2 separate regions of the Zea mays genome follow, and region 1 is linked to region 2. The links are chromatin contacts, called in public Hi-C maps. All regions are on one chromosome and are shown on one strand. The core of a region is the stretch at or near the end of the contact, and the rest is flanking DNA. Distances in the headings are between cores, read along the strand shown. Region 1 holds the start of LOC100191918. Region 2 holds the start of LOC100274336.

Evidence for each region. A called contact is a pair of places that touch in the nucleus more often than the background predicts.
Region 1: a contact with region 2 is called in a Hi-C map of leaf, with 5 times the contacts expected there. The contact joins the promoter of LOC100191918 here to the promoter of LOC100274336 in region 2. A contact is called at or near these places in 2 of 25 Hi-C or Micro-C datasets (leaf and leaf mesophyll).

What each region holds. Positions count from the first base shown.
Region 1 is chr3:196,106,909-196,112,574 of Zm-B73-REFERENCE-NAM-5.0, forward strand. LOC100191918 reads left to right here and starts at 4,025. Exons shown (of 4, transcript NM_001137342.1): 1 at 4,025-4,194; 2 at 4,502-4,571; 3 at 4,659-5,666. The coding sequence starts at 4,136.
Region 2 is chr3:195,957,972-195,962,933 of Zm-B73-REFERENCE-NAM-5.0, forward strand. LOC100274336 reads right to left here and starts at 2,470. Exons shown (of 10, transcript NM_001148697.1): 1 at 2,243-2,470; 2 at 102-363. The coding sequence starts at 2,337.

The sequences.
Region 1 (5,666 bases), core at 2,775-5,274, 150 kb after region 2:
GCGGAACTTGGATTGAATTATAGCATACATGTGTTTATGCCATTGATCATGTTCCTTATGTATTTTGTTGTTTATTTATGGTGCTCAAGTTGTACAAGCACTCCCCGGACCTTTCAAGTCCATTTGCAAGGGATGCACAAATTTAGGGGGAGTTGTGCTACAACTTGACCCTTTGAGACTAACTGTGTGCTTGAGTTTGCTTGGAGGTTTGAAAGGGAAAAGGTGGACTTGGACCATGAAAGACTTCCACTGCACTCCGATGAAAGAGTAAATTTTTCCGAGTTCATCTTTGTACTTTTATTGCCTTTTTATTCTTAGTTGAAGATTTTTGGTGAGGCAATGGGGTTACAGGGCCAAGATTGATCCCGTTTTGGTGCTTGATGCCAAAGGGGGAGAAAATAAAGGCCAAAGCAATAAATGGATCAGCTACCACTTGAGAAATTTTGAAAATAGTAGAATAGAGCTTTTGGTTTGTCAAAACTCTTTTATTGTCTCTTTTGTCAAAAGTTGGCCTCTTGTGGGGAGAAGTGTTGATTATGGGAAAAAGGGGGAGTTTTTTTAAAATCCTTGATCAATTTCTTTTGGAATACCTCTCTTTATGTCTCTACAAGTGAATTTGACTTAGAGATAGGAAATTGAGTTTGATTTGCAAAAACAAACCAAGTGGTGGCAAAGAGTGATCCATATATGCCAAATATGAATCAAAACTATATTGAGTTTTCATTTGCATTGATATTGCACTTGTTCTAGTTGCTTTATGTTGTGTTGGCATAAATCACCAAAAAGGGGGAGATTGAAAGGGAAATGTGCCCTTGGGCAATTTCTAAGTATTTTGGTGATTGAGTGCCAACGCAAGTGCTTTTGTGTTGATCTATGCAATGTGGTGGACAAAGTGCAAATCATGTCAAAAGGTATGTTTCCAGACTTAGTACATTGTTTTATGGACTAATGTATTGTGTCTAAGTGCTGGAAACAGGAAAGATTGAATTGGAAATGGGATGGCTCTGTTCAGCCAAAGTCAGCTCGGTCTGGGTGCACCGGACTGTCCGGTGGTGCACCGGACAGTGTCCGGTGTGCCAGGCTGGCTCAGGCAAACTAGCTGCTCTCGGGAAGGAATTAACGACGTACGGCTATAATTCACCGGACTGTCCGGTGTGCACCGGACTATCCGGTGTGCACCGGTCGGCCGGGCCAACGGTCGGCTGCGCGATCCGCGCGAGACACGTGGCCGAGCCAACGGTCGGGAGGGGGCACCGGACTGTCCGGTGTGCACCGGACAGTGTCCGGTGCGCCAACGACTCCAAGGCTGCCAACGGTCGGCTTCGCCAAATAAGGAAGGAAATCCGCACCGGACAGTGTCCGGTTGTGCACCGGACTGTTCGGTGCGCCAGGCGACAGAAGGCAAGAATTGCCTTCCTGGATTGCTCTCAACGGCTCCTAGCTGCCTTGGGGCTATAAAAGGGACCCCTAGGCGCATGGAGGAGGACACCAAGCATTCCTTGAGCACTCTTGATCACTCACACTTCATTCTTGCGCACTTGTTCGACATTCTAGTGCTTTGAGCTCCGTTCTAGTGTGCTAGTCTTTTGAGCTTAAGTCTGGGTCTTGTGTGTGCGTACTTGCTGTGATCTTTGTGTCTTGTGTGAGTTGCTAATCCCTCCCTTACTCCGTGGTTCTTTGTGAACATCTTTGTAAGGGCGAGAGACTCCAAGTTGTGGAGATTCCTCGCAAACGGGATATAGAAAAGAAAAGCAAACACCGTGGTATTCAAGTGGGTCTTTGGACCACTTGAGAAGGGTTGAGTGCAACCCTCGTCCGTTGGGACGCCACAACGTGGAGTAGGCAAGCGTTGGTCTTGGCCGAACCACGGGATAAACCACTGTGCCATCTCTGTGATTGATCTCTTGTGGTTATTGTGTTTTGTTGAGACTCCTCTCCAGCCACTTGGCAATACTGTGCTAACGTTTAACCAAGTGTTTGTGGCATTAAGTTCAAGTTTTACAGGATCACCTATTCACCCCCCCTCTAGGTGCTCTCAGGTATTCGTGCCATGTTTGGGAATTGGGAGAACACCTTCTTAGAAGGAGAAGATGCTACATAAAACCAAGATCACGACACACCTAGGGAGTGTAGGACCACGTTCACGGGATGGGACACCACGACCTACAACAATTGTATTGGACCCCCGATTCTAGCAATGAAAGACAAGGTTCATCTTCACTCCTTCCGTATGTGAATTATCCGGTCGGTGAAGTGACTCGGCAACCGATGATGTGGGTGTACCAATAGGAGGAGCCTGAGTACTACCAAATGTTGGTGGACTCGTGGAGTACACTTCTACGTGGACTGGGCAGACTTGGGCGAAGAACAAGTTACAGTTGATGCGTGAGCAATGTATTATGTTGCTCTCATCGGAGGAGTATAATATGACATATGATCAGTAGAATGCACAAATGTGGGAATGATCTTCATCGGAGGTTGTATTGTATCTTCGGTAGTATTTGTGAAGTATGAAACTGTGGCATGCAATGTATATGAACCATGCAACTGTATCATGTAATGCATTTTGAACCGCTAAATGTTGTTATTGTACTTGTGATAACATTTAGGCCCTTTTTAAAAATTTTGTGACCTAAATGTGCTCTATTTGCCAAAAAAAGGTTTGGTTTCTCATGCATTGCTACTGGTTTATCAAAATGATGACCAATTAATCAGTCGTATCGGCCGATAAACCGTTCCCGAACCGATGAAAATCAAAAGCTGGTTTGGATTTGTATTTGGTCCTTTTCTACCGGTTTATCCCGATTAATCACGATAAAGTCTTGTTTGATCATTCCTATATCATATGGATTTGATGAGATTGAAAAAAAATAGTAGAGATTTTGACTTGCTATGGATTAAACCCATCCAATCCCCTTCAATTTAGGCCTTGTTCATTTATTTCTATCCCATGTGGATTAGATGAGATTGAAAAAATGATGAAAGATTTTAACTTGTTTGAGATTTAAACTCACTCAATCCACATACATTGACCAAGACAAACAAGCCCCTACATGAATTGGAGAGAAAACGAACGTGACTGGGCTTGTTCTGTTCTATCCCAATCCATATGGATTGAGAGGGATTGAGGGGGTTTCAATCCCTAGTAAGGCCTTGTTCGGTTAATCCCATTAACAATGGATTGGACGGGATTGGAAAAACTTGTGAAGAAATTTGACTTGCTTGGGATTTAAACCCACCCAATCCCACTTAATCCACATGGATTGGGAGCTAACCGAACAAGCCCTAAGTAAAAATCTCTTCCAATCCGTATCAATCCTCTCCAATCCATATGGATTGAAAATAACCGAACAAGCCCTAAACTGGTTATCGGTGCTGATCGGTTTTTGGCCGCCGTAGAACCCTGCTTCAGACTCGATTACAGAGTGTATTTCCGCAGGTGCGCGCGTAAACGGATAGATCTACTACAGTATTAGTAGCTGATGGTCGAACAGACAACCCCCTGAGAAGTGGATCTTGCTGGCCAGGTGGTGCAAGGGCCGACAGCGACCACTAACCAGGCAGTGTTCCTGCGAGATGCATGCATGGCCATCCATCACCTCTCCCGGTCTCCGTCGATCGCCTGTCAAAATGACCACGGGGACGCCTGCTGCTACCGAGGACCGATGAGCGTCTGACTAGTGGGGCAGGAGCCGAATAAAACACAGGGTCCAGCACTGGCAGGCCGGTCCGGACGCATCAACAAGTGGGAGGAGGCCCCAGCTGTCAGTTAGCTGCTCCCATGAATAAATATTTCTGGTGGCACTGGATGGACACAGCCTAAAATTTCACCGAACGATAGCAGTGCCCGCTCCCAGCTCCCTTGGACCCGGGCCTAGCTTTGACTGGCCGCGTGCTCTCTCGCCATTGTCTGCATGAGCACATCGAATTCCTTCCATCTCTGATCTCTCCCACTCCCACGTCCCACCCATAAATACTTGGCCACCATCTTTCCTGGCCTTCCATTTCCCAAAAAAAACGCAAGCATAGATCAGTGGATACCACTCCATCATCCTGCTTGGCCCCGGCCGGCTGGTAGATCGTCGTTCCGGAGTCGTCGACTGGAATAACGAACTGGCGCAGCAGGAGGCCAATAATGGCCACCATGAAGCTGGGTTCCAAGCCGGAGATTTTCGTCCTCCAAGACCTCACATGGTTATCTCGATTTCTTTCGCTTGTGTGTTGATGATTCACGATACGTTCTGCCTTCTTTCAAATTACTGGGATACTATGTAATATATTAAGCCGGATTTCTACGAGAAATATGCCGGTCTCTTTGGCACAGTAAACCCTAAATTATTGTAATAGCATGTCTGTCCTTCTTGCCATTCGGTCCAAAAGCGAATTTTACTGCAGATGTCACAGTACTCCTTTGAAAAATAGTTTTTTTTCTCTCCAATCCAAAGGAGTCCTTGGTGTTCCAAAATTTCACACTTTCACCTTGATCTCATTATCTTCCCAGGAGATGCACGACCGAGCTCGAGAGTGATGTAGTTGTCGAAGTCGGAGAGATGTCCTTTTACCTCCACAAGGTTAGTGCCGCATTGTTCTCGAGTGCTGATCTCGGCTTGCTCCGAATCTGAAGTGAACCGCCGCGCCTCTCTTGGGTACGCGCGCAGTTCCCGCTGCTGAGCCGGAGCGGCGTGCTGCAGCGGATGATCAGCGAGTACCAGGCTCCGGCGGATGGCGGCGGCATGTGCACGCTGCAGCTGGACGACATCCCCGGAGGCGCCAAGGCCTTCGAGCTGGCGGCCAAGTTCTGCTACGACGTCAAGATCGAGCTCAACGCGCTCAACGTGGTGTGCCTCCGCTGCGCCGCCGAGTACCTGCGCATGACGGACGACTACGCCGAGGGCAACCTCATCACGCAGGCCGAGTGCTTCCTCGTCGACGTGCTCGCCAACTGGAAGGACTCCATCAAGGCGCTCGAGACCTGCGAGGGCGTGCTCCCCACTGCCGAGGACCTGCACCTCGTCTCGCGCTGCATCACGGCGCTGGCCTCCAAGGCCTGCGGCTCCGACGCTGCCGCGCCAGTGGTCAGGAACGCCAGCGTCGACAAGGACGCGCTCTGGAACGGCATCCGGTCGGGCGACACGACGTCCTCCGCCGCCGCGGCGGCGGCGGCGGCCGGGATGGACTGGTGGTACGAGGACGTGTCCTTCCTCAGCCTGCCCATGTTCAAGCGCCTCATCCAGGCGATGGAGGCCAAGGGCATGCGCGACGAGAGCATCGCCGGCGCCATCATGTTCTACGCCGGGCGGTTCCTCCCGGGGCTGAAGCGCAACACCAGCTTCAGCAACGCGCTGGCCAGCTACGGCGCCGACGGCAGCGGCGGCGCCGGCGGTGGCATGAGCAGCCGCAACATCACCCCGCGCGCCGCCAGCGTGTCCGCTCCGTCGGAGGGCGACCAGAGGTACTTCCTGGAGGAGATCGTGGCGCTGCTGCCGACCAAGAAGGGCGTGGCCTCCACCAAGTTCCTGCTGGGAATGCTGCGCACGGCGATGCTCCTCCACGCCAGCCCACTGTGCCGGGAGAATCTGGAGCGGCGGATCGGCGCGCAGCTGGAGGACGCGTCGCTGGACGACCTGCTCGTGCCCAACCTCGGCTACCACGTCGAGACGCTCTAT
Region 2 (4,962 bases), core at 1,220-3,719:
TCCATGATATATCCTATGTACTGACACAAAACTATAAAACAAAAAATATGATCAGCTCATAGTCATAAGTACTACAAATTTGGAGCATATTCAGCTCATACCTTTCTCACAATATTGCGAATTGGCTCCACAATACTACGTGCTTCAACTGTGCCACATGTCACACTTGGCAACAAAGGAGTGAAGGTGAAGTAATTGCGAGGTGATACCACATGGACATCATACAAAGATGTGTCGATATTTCTCAAGAAACTTGCACCTGCCCATCCTGTACCAAGGATAACCACCTTCTTCTTGTTTCCAGTCCCATCACAAATTTGAAGAACTCGATTGTCTTGACAAGCGTAAGTTAAGGTGCTAGCTCTACAAAAACAGTTAAAAGTGTGCCTGTTAGATTGCCAAAATATTTAAAACTTAAGCTTCCTTGACACCTTTTCCAGATATATTCACAAATTGATAACCACTTCTGAGATTTGTAGGAATTCAAGATTCATGATAAAAAGTGTTTTAGTACAAGGGCTAAAGATTATTTTTCCTTTCTGTATGCAACCAAGGAAACAATTCCAAACTGCTAAAACAACGTTACCTACATTTTAGTGATCATCAAACAGCGTGGTGAACAGCTACACGTGCTGCTGCAGAATTTGAAACACATTCCGGGTAGAGGAAATAAAAAATGGAAGAATTTCATTTTCTGCTATATCATTAACTAGATGAGAAATAATAAAAAAACATATACACATATAGCATATTGCATATTCTCATGACACATTAATTGTAACAAACTCGAATACCTAGATCACCTACTGCCTGCTCCCTAAATCCCAGATTCAAAACGTACCAAGTTAAATCATCAATAAAACAACAAGGATAGAACTGTGAAATAAGGAAGGACGTTCTGATGTAAATTGCATGTGTTGGGCATGACATATGTTTCAGAAATATCCAAGTAATATGCTGGATCATATATATGAAACCACAAAAGTCTTGTATGTGATCCCATATAAACACTCATAAATGATAAATACAAAACAAAGCACATCTTTTAACATGGTTTTTATACTGACTTTGATAAGGAATATGGTGTGGTTTAACAAACCAAGCAAAAACAATGAACCACTGTAGAAAAAATACGATTAAGGAACATATTTACAAAATTAGAACATCAATGTAAGCAATTTAAAAATCCATGTGATCGACCAAACAAAAAAAATAGATGCTTAACAATGCCCCTGACCTAAAACTGAAGTATTATGTGAAAACATTTGTCAATAAAAGGTGACAACTGTAAGAATTCAGGAAGTATTACATTCACACGGTGGTAGAATGAACCAAAGCATAACTACTGCTCATAATTGGAATCGCATCTACCGGTATAAGAAAAAAAATGGAAAATTTTAGCTTCTATCATCTCATTTAATCCAAGCACATAGGTCCATATGTAGCGTTGCAATACATGGACAATATAATCAATTTAAATACCTAGAAAACCCACTCTAAATTTGGCATGCACCAGGTACCCGGCTAATTCAACCACGAAACAAGATGAAGCGTGCAATAAGGAAGCATGATATGATTGGCATTTTAAATTTATAATAAATAAGGAAGCATGATATGATTTGCATTTCTAAATATATAAATAAGGAAGCGTGATATGATTCGCAATTTTAAATTTATATATATGGCTCATCTCCCAGAAATATTCGAGTAAATTGCAAGATTGCCAATTTAAGATCACAAAATCCTTGTTTCTGACCCAATAAACAACCGACATATCAGCAGGAGAACGATTAGATCCATTTACTAGTTTATCAGACAATCGAGCACATTTACACATCAACGCAGACGCAGTGTGGTTTAACAAACGAAACTTGAGGAAACGAAATAACGGATAGGGATCTACGATGGCGTAACCGAACTGTGGTGTTACAGCCTTACAGGCCATCATGTATTGATGGAATTATATTCGTAAAAGAAAAAATATATCCAAGCAATTTAAAATTCAACCGATCGGCCGAATAACTTATGAAAAAAAAACCTCCATAACGCCATTGCTCCGAGCCTGGAAGGAAAAGCTCTACATGAATTCAGGAAGCTGTAGTGACAGAATGCACCAAAGCACACGGCCCAACGCAGCACGACGGCGGCGCGGTTGACGGAGGTCAAACGACAAGAAACGGGGGACGAAAATCACGTGGTAAAAAAAACAAATGCGTGGGGGAGGCGAGGCCGCTAGACGCACCCGACGGCGAATAAGACGAGCCTCTTCTTCCATCGCGGCGTGCGGCGCACCGCCTCGGCGGCTCGATGCACAAGCGACATGCCGTTGCTCGCCATCGCTCGCTGGCAACAGCCGGGACTACCTCGGCCGCTTCGACGTGGGAATGGGATGCGCGCGGGGCAATCGTAGAACAAGGATGGGGAGGAGCGGCTTGCTCGCTTCCCAAACACTCGGCGGCGGACGGGGGCGAGGGCGAGGGCGAGGGGAGGGGCCTGCTCGCCTTCCGGAGCGAGCCTAATATAGGAGTACGCAGCACGAAGGCTTTCCCTGCCTCGTCGTGCCTATGCCTACTTTTCATACCAATCATCAATTGAACGCGAAATATTACGGAGTGAATCACGGATACAGCCAGTTACCAAATCCATAGACATGCACGACCGAACCCCGGCACGTACAGCATCTGACGTCGCAGGGATTGTCGGCCCCAGAACGTGGACGGCTGTGATATTCACGGGAGAGAAGGGGTAGGCGCCGATCGTTGGCTTGTGAACCAAGAAAGAAAGAAGTAAACAACATAGGACTATAGGAGAGAGGTGCGGAGAACCGGAAAGCCGGAGATCCGGGTGCTGTCAGAAGAGGGAGATTGCGGCGGCGCAGCTGTACTGTACGGCCGTTAAGATTTTCCTTTCCTCATGGTTTCCAGTCTTGGAAAACATGCAAGGTCTTGTTATGCAGCATTTTCTTTTTGATATTAGGTCATATGTAATCCTGAAACTATAATGCAGTTTTTAAAGTAAAAGACACAACTAATATATATATATATATATATATATATATATATATATATATATTATCTTACTTCCTTCGGTCTTTAAATACTTGATGTTTTAGACATAATCTCATATACCAAGGAGTTATTAAATACGATTGTTCTTTCCTATAATACCCCTAATAAATACTCTAGGGTACATAGCAAACACAAGCAGGTGTTGGCCAAGATGGCAGCAATTTGACCGCAAGCCATTCAAATAGCCAGCTCGTGAGATTCGAATCTCCTGGCTGTACGTCCTATAATGCATGCATAGACGTCCCTTGTGACTTGCGTGTGGGAAAATAAAGAGTAGTAATTAGCAGCTATGCATGGGAGAATATGTAGACCACCTAGATCATGGGAGAAAATGAGCTTCAAATGCTTCAACATCAAATATTTGCATCCAAAGTGAAAACTGTTTAAACATCAAGTATTTGAAGACTAGAGGGAGTATTCGATAAAAGTTCTCTAAGACATATGACTCATTTATATGGGTTCCTTTGTTCTTTTTTATTTCTCACATTTTAGCTCAAAAATGAACTGGCAAATAATAAATATTCGAGAACGGAGTTAGTACTAGTGAAGTTGTGCCTTGGGATTAGAAGACCGAGCTAGAGGTGTGTCTTCGTGAAGACATGGTGTTTTTTTATGTTAGCCCTTTAAACACATCTCAAGACAGTACAGTGCATTAGGCCCTGTTTGGAAGCGGAGTTTTTTAAGGTTTTTGAGAAATACCGTGGTATTAGCTAATACTAGAGTATTCTGGACCAAAATCTGTTTAGGAGATCATTAGAAAACAGAGTTTCTAATACCATAGTTTAGCCAAAACTGTGGTATTTTTACAGTATTTGACACACAGGTCTGGACCCAAGTTTTTCTTCACGCGCACGCTGGCGCGCAATTTTCCCTCCACCTGACCCGTCTCGCGCCTTCTGTTTTCTCTCTGTCCTCTCAGAACCCGCCGCTAGCCCATTTCTCCATCACAGACGCTCCATTTCTCCATAGCCGCCGCCTCCCCAGGGTTCCTCGGACCTGCGCCGCCCCCAGGATTTATCGTCGTGAGCCGCCACCTCCCTCGCCTGCCACCGTCGTCTCCCTGTCGCGGTAGCCACCGTCTCCCCCAGCTCCCTCGGATCCCCGCGGCCGCACCGTCCCCAGGATCTCTCGCCGTGAGCCGCCACCTCCCTCGCCGTGAGCCGCCGTCTCCCTGTCGCGTTCACCATCGGCTCTCCTAGGCTCCCTCGGACCCGAGCCGTCCGAGCCTCGTCCGTGAGCCTCGCTAGTTTCCCTCCCGCACCGTCCCAGCCTCGTCCGTGAACCTTGCTGGTTTCCCTCCGTGAGCCACCGTCTCCCTGTAGTCCCAGCCTCGTCCCCAGCTTCCTTGCCTCACTGCAGCCCAGCTCCCTCGCCTCCCTGTCGCTCCCAGCACGCGAGGAGGATCTGGGAAGGAAGACAAGGCTGGTATATTCACTATATTCTCTCTTATTTCTAGCTAGGGTTACATATTTGCATAGTTTAGCACTTCTCTGGTGATCCCTGTTTGGTTCATGTCATTTGAATTTTGTTTGTTCTAGGGAAAATTGAGATTAGAGCGGAAAATATGAGGGTTACATATTTCCAGCATGTCGTAAGTTGAACAACTCTTTTGCATTGCTTGGCCTTAGATTACTTCTAGCTTGCTCTTGCAAATGATATCGAACATTACGGTATGGAGCTATAAAATTAGGAGTATTTGCATATCCTGCATCAACTAAATAAAATTTGCCAATAGGAACATAGAAACCATGAGCCATTGCATCCTGTAACACTCGGGCATCTGCAGCTGATCCTTCCCATCCAGCACTGACATGCACAAATTTACTATTGAAGTCACATGCCACCATTACATTTTGTGATAGACCACCCTTTCTATTTCGATATGGGTCTTGCA